2 separate regions of the Mus musculus genome follow, and region 2 is linked to region 1. Evidence: chromatin contacts called from public HiChIP or PLAC-seq data. All regions are on one chromosome and are shown on one strand. Each heading gives the region's core, a stretch centred on a gene start, on an enhancer-like site or on the middle of the called end of the contact. The rest is flanking DNA. Distances are from core to core; before and after follow the strand shown.

Region 1 (4,184 bases), core at 1,583-4,082:
GTGCAAACTTGTCCAGCCATTATGAAAATCCGTGTGACAGTTCCTCAGGATTCTGAGACGAGACTTACCTGAAGATCCAGCTATACTAAGGCTTAGGCATACACCCAAAGGGCTCTCCATCCTACTGCCGAGATGCTTGCTGACTCATGTTAGTGCTGCTCTGTTCATAATAGTCAGAAATTCAAAGCAGCCTAGATCCTCATCAGGGGATGAATAGACATGCCACATTTACACGATGGAATATTGCTCACGGTTAATAAAACGTAGACATAGATTTACATGTCAATAGAAGTAGAAAGAAAATCACCCCAAGAGAGGTAACCTAGACCCAAAAAAGATGAGTATGGTATATATTAGCTTATATATGGAAGTTAGCAGTTAAGTATTCGATAAGCAGGCTGCAATCCATATAACCATAGAGGTTAGGTATACAATAAGGGATTGGGGAGGGATCTCCTGAGGAAGGGGAAATATAATATATAGTTGTGGGTGAATGAGGTGCAGAGTACTGTTACAGGAGGATTAAACCAGAGAAGGAGGGAAGGGGTTAAAGGAGGGGGTACAGGAAAGGACAGCTAACACTAAGAGCCACTTGAGGGGTCACATGTAAACCTACTACAGTAGAAGCTGAAAATATACACATATATTTAAGAAGTCTGAATAAAATCACCGAATAATTTATGTACTCTGGGTTTGTTGTTGTTGTTGTTGTTGGGGTTTTTTTTGTTGTTGTTTGTTTTTTTTCAAGACAGGGTTTCTCTGTAGTCTTGGTTGTCCTGGAACTCACTCTGTAGAGTTCTGGGATTAAAGTGCTGGGATTAAAGGCATGAGCCACCATGCCAGGCAAGATTTATTTATTTATTTATTTATTTATTTATTTATTTATTTATTTATTATATGTAAGTATACTGTAGCTGTCCTCAGATACTCCAGAAGAGGGCATCAGATTTCGTTACAGATGGTTTGTGAGCCAACATGGTTGCTGGGATTTGAACTCGGGACCTTCGGGAGAGCAGTCGGCGCTCTTAACCACTGAGCCATCTCTAGTCTCTCAGTTCCCAAATCCCATACACACTGGTAGCCAGCATCTTTACAGAATATCCACATCTGACATCCACTTTCACCTTATAGTAAAAGGCAAACCTTTACCTACCCGAATTTCACATTACATTTTATTCTTGATATAAATCATGTAACACATGAACTTTGTGAGTGAATTAATTAACTTTATCAGTTTATATCACACCATGTATATTAATTATAACCCAAACTGTAATTTCATAGCTGGTATAATTATGAGTGGATCCTGTAGCTTTGTTGATCCCAAAATAAAACTGCATCACAATTTAAAATCGTACAAATTTAATCTTCACACAAACACACACACATGCAAATTAGTCTGCAAAATAGGAGAGCACAAACCAAAATGTTAGGAACCTGGTTCACAACGTTACCACACTGTTTATAAACCAAGGAAATGGTTTGACCTTTTTCATGATTGGTTCTCGCACATTAGAACTCTTTGAGACCAACTGACTTGTTAAAGCTGATTTGTCTTCGACCCTTTTGGTTTAATCTCATAAAATCGCTCTGACAAGGACACAGAATGTCTGCTTTGTGTTTTGCTCATGGGTAGAGATTATATTGGGGGGAAAGCAGGATGACTTGAGTTTTGGGGTATGTGGCTATGGGCTGTATAAGTGAACAGCCTTGGGATATATCACAGATGTGGCTTCCTCTGTATTTAGCTCCTCCCTCGCCTCAGTGCTAGAGAGACCCAGTGTTTTGGGTGTGTTACATAAGTGTTCTACCACAGAACTGTGTCCTCTCACAATTTTTGCTTTTTACATTCATGTGTGCATATATGTGCACATCCTGCAGCTCGCACATGAAGGTCAGATGACAACCTTCAGGAGTCAGTTCTCTCCATCCACCCTGTGGGTCCCGGGATCGAACTCTGGTTGCCCTTCCTCTGGGCAAGCACCTTTGCCTGCTGAGCTATTTTGCCAGCCTTAGTGTGGTATGCATGTTGGGGTCCAGCTGTGGTTCCTCCATTTCCTCGCTCTCAGCGTGTCCAGACACGGCTTCACACCAGGCTGGAAGGATTAAATGGAGTTCAGAATGGGCTCTGCAGGTCCACTGAGAGTGAGTACAGGGAGCTGGGCTTCTCCAAGGATCTCAGTGTTACAGCTAGCTCGTTTAGACAAAGGCCTTCTCCACCCATCTAAGAAGAAACAGCTAAGATGATCTCAGCTCATGCATATACCTTTATTCAAGGTGAGCTTGTACACGTACAGTTATTTGGGGTAAGCCAGGGCTATATTTATGAACCTCAGAGAGTGAGAAAGGTTCTTCTTAGGGTGAAGTTTCATCGGCTGAGGCTGGGGAATACCTTTACATGGAGAGGCATTCCAAGAAGTTGAACCTGTAATTTCACCAAGGATGATGTGACATTCCTCAGGTTAAGTGTGGGTTGGGCTCCCCAGATCAGATGGAGAAGAAGAAGTCCCACTAAGAAAAGGGAGTGTTCTGTCTTGCATTGACTCAGGAAACCTGTCTGGACATGGTAGGACACAACCTTATTAGCAAGGTGCAACAACCTAGTATCTATTTTAAGATTCTTTCTTTAATTTCTAAAAACCCTGGCATGTATACTAATTTAAAGAAGACTAATCTTGAGAACTCCCTTCCTTAACTTGGTTGGGCACTTCCTTTTAACTAGCATATAAGTTACTCAATTAAGATGTACCCGCAAAAACGTACACTGTGCCAAGAAAGGGGCAGAAAATACATAAAGAAACTGAAAGCATTTGCCTTGACACAAATAACACGAACCTGCCACTGGTCAGGTTGGGTCAGAAAGGACTTCCCCTTCAGTGCCTGGTGGGACTTGGTTACCCTCCTGCCTTCCAGAGCCATCAACAGCACACCCTCCCCGCTAGCACAGTCCCTGAGGTCAGTCCCTGCATGGTCCTCTCTGGGAACAAGAACCTCGGAAGATTACGGGAAATACATGCAAACAGTGAGAGGAAGAAGTTCAGTGAAGTGCTCAGAAAGCTGAAAGGAGCAAGAAGGAGAAAGGAGAGAATTAACCTCATGCCAAATATTCCTCCCAATTTACCTTCTTTGTGAAGAGAAGAGATCGGCAAGGGGGGGGGGGGGTTAGAAAAGGAGGGGGAGTGGCTCCCCCCCCCTGCCTCCCATGCCCTCTTCCAGCCAGCACCTCACTGGCCCTGCCCAGCTTCTCAGCCTAGGAGTAGGGAGGCTGAGAAGACCTGCTCTCTCTGTCTTGCTGGTGACACAGTCCTGAAGCCAGGATGACAGGAAGACGGGGTAAATGGAGAAAATGAGAAAGAGAGAGAGGAGAGAGGGGCGGGGGCAGGACGAGGTAAGGCAAGGAATAGGAAGGGAAAGCAAAGGAAAAGAAGGAAGAAGGAAATGAAAGGTGGAAACAGGAGAAAGGAAGGAAGGAAGGAAGGAAGGAAGGAAGGAAGGAAGGAAGGAAGGAAGGAAGGAAGGAAGGAAGGAGTAGCAAACTGGTAGCGAAGAGAGGGAAATATGACTGCGAATCGCTGGGAAATGGCACCTTTCTCCTCCAAACCCTGTGGAAACCACTAGGTAACTCCACTCACGTACCTGGCAGCCTGCATCATCCTGGCTATGAGGATGACAGAAAGAAAGCCCTTAAGGCCCAAGCGGCAGACACTGGGTCATAGCCCTGGCCAGATGACAGTTACGAGCTATGTCAGAATATACAATTAGCTCAGAGGACAGTGCTCATGGCATAGAAGGGAAGCCACCAGAGGTGTGGCTCCTGTGAATTGGGAAACAATACCAAAACTACCATTACTTTCCTCCTGTCGGGGGTTTGTCCTGAATAACCCTGCCCCAACACTACCAGATCTCTGGTCAGTTTTTATTTTAAGAAAATCGAGACATCTTTTGTTTGTTTGGTTGGCTGGCTGGCTGGTTGGTTGGTTTTTGGTTTTCAAGACGGGGTTTCTCTCAGCCCTGGCTGTCCTAGAACGTGCTCCGCAGATCAGGCGGGCCCCAAATTTCCAGAGATCCACCTGCCTCTGCCTCTGCCTCCCTAGTGCTGGGACTAAAGGTAATCATCACCACTGTCTACCCAGAAATCTTTTTTTTTTAAGTATTGCAACTTCGATTTCTATTTTCGTTTTAAG
Region 2 (4,574 bases), core at 928-3,427, 34 kb after region 1:
CTCAGCCTGTCCCCGATCCTGGAACTTCTGATTTTATGAACCAATGATATTTTCCCTGTTTATAACATGTAGTGCATGTAGTTTCTATTTCTTACATGATAAAGAATAGTGATCCAGTTAGCTTAACAACATTTTATTTAAAAGCAAATAACAAAACATAACTAGAATCATCGTAATATATTTATATACGTAGTCTACATGTTTGGTATTGTTCTATTGGTTAGGATGGACAGATATAACAGAAACGCAGATTGGGAGGCAGGGGGATGACTCAGTTGGTAAGACTCTTGCTTTATAAGCATGAGATTACCGCGTCTGAGCCCCAGAACCTACATACAAATGTGGGGTGTGGGAGATCCTATGACTGTAACCCCAGAAATTACACGCCAGGTTCCTTAGCCGAATTAATTCATAATTAATTTCTTTTACAAAAATCTTTTTTTACATGTATTTCTTTTGGGGAGGGTATGAATGTGAAGGTCAGACACAACTTGTGGGCTTTCCCATGTGGGTCACAGGGATTAAAATCTGGTCATGAGGCTTCGCAGTGAGTAAGTGCCTTTACCCTAATTCATGAAATTCTAAGAACACTACGAAGTACTTATTTCATTGCGAATGAAACAAGCTCACAACAGTTAATGCCACATAAGCCGTGTTCCCAGCACACCATCTTGCCAGGTCTTCCCGTTCTTTTACTGTTACACAAACGAATCTAATGCAATAGTGTATCCTTATGTGATATCATATACTGAGTGCTTACTAAGGCAGATCATTTACAAAGCAAGAACAGCCTCGCAGTCTGGACCCTTATGAATAGGAAAATAATAGGTTTGCTACTGCAAACCCAACTCAATAGGTTTTAGTCACTTAATATGGGAGGGGAAAAGAGAAGAAAATATTCACATTATACAATAGACCCAGGGCAGTCTAAAAGCCGGAGAGAAACCTCTCTTCGTTGAGAGATCAAGAACAATGAGAGGTCATAGCAAAGCAAACCTAAGAAAATGAGCCTGTCTGCGAGAGGCTGGGCCAGAAGACGGGCAGCGGCAGATGTCAGCCGGGCCTGTCTAACTGTCTCAGATTCTAATTAGGCTGTCTGAGTGGGTCTCACAAGGAGAGGGGCTTGGCACATGCTAGAAAGCTTCATCGATACACATTTGGAAAGGAATGTCAGGAGCCTTCTCTAGTTATGTTTTAAAACTCTAGAGGCAATAGGCCAAGGAAATAAAGCCTTCTAGAGTCGCCTGCTCGGGAACCGACAGCCAACTTTACACGCGAGCTAGGCGGTCTTCCAGCCTCCCTTCTATCACTAACAGCTGGCGCGGGTCAAAGGCTCACCTTCGTCCCTATTCGCTGGTTCCAGCTGACTCCATATTTGGTCATTCCTCCTACAAGTTTGAGGTCTTGCCAAATATGGATCCCCAAATCCTGAGGTCTGTGTGTACCACTCCCTCACTCCTGAACTGCATAGGGCTGCAGAGCCCGGGACCACAAGCGCTTCGTCCCTTTGTCTTCGCAACTCACCCTCCCTCGGTCCCCCACCGTCAGCGCACCCGAAGGCACAGCCCGGGAGCCCCACGAGTCCTACTTTCCCTTCCTCACCTGCCCTCCGCAGTGCAGAGAGCAATGTCATGACACCACTTCATTGCCCCGGGATCCCCCCCCCCAGTCTTTCCGCACCCCGTAACCTCACCCCCAGCCCCCCACCCAACCAAGCTGACGCCAAATGCAAAACCCACACGTTGCACCGCTGCAAACATCGATTGGGGCTGCCCCTCTCCTGGTCCGCCCCCGGCCGGCAAAACGTCACGTGAGCCCAGTGCGGAAGTGTGCTGGCCGAGTGGGGTTCCCGCCAGTGGGGTACAAAGGGCGCGTGTCCAAGGCCCCTCTAGCTGTACCGCGGCACCCCGAGGTCCTTACCCTCCACCCGGGGCTCAGACTTCCCAGACGTCGGGTCCAGCTTTCCCCCAGCGCCTTCCAGGACTAGCTCACCTCTCCGATTGCTTCCTTCTTCACGGAAGAGCTGCTGCTGCGTGGGTCTGAACCCTGTACTCGGCTTCCGCGCCCTGGGGAGGAACAGGCAGAAGAAGGAAGTGGCCCGGGCTAAGAGAAAGGCTGCAGTGGAGGAGGGAGGGGACAAGGAGAGGCGTAGGGGGCAAGTAAGACTAAGTGCTGTCTGGAAAGGGGCCGCCCATTCTCCCGGGACACGCCTAGGAGGAGGAAACCCGCGCCAACGCCAAAGCTGGAGGCAGGTTTCTAGGAATGCACACACAAAGTACCATCACCTCTCTCGTCCTACTCGTCAGGACCCACAGCCTAATGCATCTTCATTTCCTGACAGAGTATCTTACCCAACAAGAGAAAAAGCTCCCCCAGCGTGCTAAATTCTGAGATCTCCTAGGAAAACAGAGCCTCACGTGGGTTCTGTATGCAGAGCATTAGGCTCAAGACAAATAATAATAATAATAAAGTAAAAAAGACTCAATTTGCAAACACCTTCATTCTTCAAGGCCAGGTCTACCGATTTTGATTCTAGATCTTGAGACGGAATACATTTGTTTCGCTTCATTGTTTCCTACATTTCATTGACCATTCAAATCATTCAAATTCTTTTTATTTCCATCGTATGTACTTGCCCTACCCAGAGTTTTGAAAAAGAAACTCAACTTAAATTATTGTATAGGAATTGTAAATGTAATCATGAGGGAAATTTCTCTTCCCACCCCCAATTAATTACGAGTGTCCAAGTGTCCAAGTCATTGGTGACGTCCTCCGTGGAGGCAGGAAGATCTCTGTGAACTCCGGGTCAACCTAGTGAGTTTCAGCCCCCCCACCCCCCGCAGCCCCCACACACACTCACAAATGTGGCCTAGTCTTTGTCAACCTCATCAAACAGCAGCCACTCCACAACAATGGTGAAACTGATCATTTGGACCAATCAAATCTCCCTTGGAAATTGAAGGTGGTACAGGTAGAGAATGAGCCATCTGGGTGAGGCTGGAAAAGGCCAGGTCAGACAGAGGCCCAAAATGGACTTTCATTGAGCAAGAAAGTTGACTTTGTGCAGAAACCAGGAAGGGGGGGGGGGGTAGAGAATGGAGAGAGGTGGAGCGGGGGAGGGGCTAAGGAGGGAGAGGGGCAGGGTGGGAGAAGGGGAGGGGAGGGGGCAGAAGAGGGAGAAGGGAGAGAGAGAGAGAGAGAGAGAGAGAGAGAGAGGAGAGAAGAGAGAGGAGAGATTGGGAAGGTGGGTGGAGACTGGTGGAGGCCTTGGGGAAGTCCAAGGACAATCTGTGAGAAGCTAAAAATGTAATAGTCAGAAAGACCTGTTTTCAGGGGATGTGAGAGTAGCCAGGTCCCCTAAGCTGTGCAGGGTCCATGCTCTCCCCAAGCAGTGGCCTAGTTGCCCTACAGGATCAAGGTTTGCCATGTGAATGTGAACCTGAGTGGTTAGCTGTCCTGTAACTGTTGTCAAACTTACAAAATCTTCTAAGTAAGGACTGTAAGATCCTTCAAGGCCTCTTTTTTTCCTCTCAGAAGGGAGCTGAAAATTTATAGTTTATGTCTTTTAAAATGTGTTGGGAGCCGCGCCCACATTCGCCGTTACAAGATGGCGCTGACAGCTGTGTTCTAAGTGGTAAACAAATAATCTGCGCATGTGCCGAGGGTGGTTCTTCACTCCATGTGCTCTGCCTTCCCCGTGACGTCAACTCGGCCGATGGGCTGCAGCCAATCAGGGAGTGACACGTCCTAGGCGAAGGAGAATTCTCCTTAATAGGGACGGGGTTTCGTTTTCTCTCTCTCTTGCTTCTTGCACTCTGGCTCCTGAAGATGTAAGCAATAAAGCTTTGCCGCAGAAGATTCTGGTCTGTTGCGTCTTTCCTGGCCGGTCGTGAGAACGCGTCTAATAACAAAAATGTACATAATACAAAATTGTAGTGTTAAAACAAATACCATACTTAACAATTTCCCCAAGCAAGGTCTCACTGCAAGGCCACCCACACTCCAGTAGAGTCACTTCAGTTATAATGAGGCAATTTCCCCGGACTCTGTGAGCAAGGAAAAAATAAAATAGATGACTTGAACTTAGTAAGTAAAAATTGTTACACTGAAACCTATTACTCTCTGCTGGGCCATAGCCATCCGACCGTACATGTAAGCCCAGCGCTAAGTGGGTGGAAACAGGGGGATTAGAAAGCCAAGGACGGAGCATCTGCGGGAGACATCTTGGATCCCGGACTCCACCGAGACTACTCTGCACAGGTGAGAGTGTGGACTATAGAAGCTAACAGCTTCTGGGACAAGTGGGAACCACAGAGCTTCTGAGGCAGCCCCCTTTTCGGGCTCCAGACATCCGGGCACCTTCCCTGCCAGAGGATAGGTGTCCGCCCAGCCCGGGAGGGCTTTGCCTGAGCAACTTCAGGAGACATCTTGGATCCTGGACTCCTCCGAGACTACTCTGCACAGGTGAGAGTATGGACTACAGAAGCTAACAGCTTCTGGGACAGGTCTTGTTTCGGGCCTTCATCTTCTGCCAGGAGGCAAGTCTGAATGCCAGATATTTGTGCACCTTCCCT

Evidence for each region. HiChIP or PLAC-seq counts read pairs in DNA pulled down with a chosen protein or histone mark.
Region 2: a contact with region 1 is called in a BATF HiChIP or PLAC-seq map of CD8 T cells, with 19 read pairs. The contact joins the promoter of Abracl here to the enhancer-like site in region 1. A contact is called at or near these places in 1 of 39 promoter capture datasets (macrophages), 2 of 15 datasets of contacts at CTCF or cohesin (CD8 T cells and the NIH/3T3 cell line), 9 of 484 Hi-C or Micro-C datasets (CD4 T cells, CD8 T cells, effector CD8 T cells and 3 more), 7 of 115 datasets of contacts at active chromatin or transcription factors (CD8 T cells, effector CD8 T cells, embryonic stem cells and 2 more) and 3 of 9 other capture datasets (adipose tissue, liver and pancreatic islet).

The regions. Positions count from the first base shown.
Region 1 is chr10:17,986,474-17,990,657 of GRCm38.p6, forward strand. No RefSeq gene overlaps it. Among named protein-coding and RNA genes, the nearest start is that of Abracl, 35 kb to the right of the region's middle. Within about 2 kb of position 2,833, at least 76 of the 459 cell types and tissues checked have an H3K27ac peak or open chromatin away from gene starts, as enhancers often do. A contact at or near this core is called in CD8 T cells, effector CD8 T cells, memory CD8 T cells and 2 more, where this site is marked.
Region 2 is chr10:18,021,075-18,025,648 of GRCm38.p6, forward strand. It overlaps Abracl (ABRA C-terminal like), which reads right to left and starts at 2,178. Exons shown (of 3, transcript NM_028440.1): 1 at 1,993-2,178.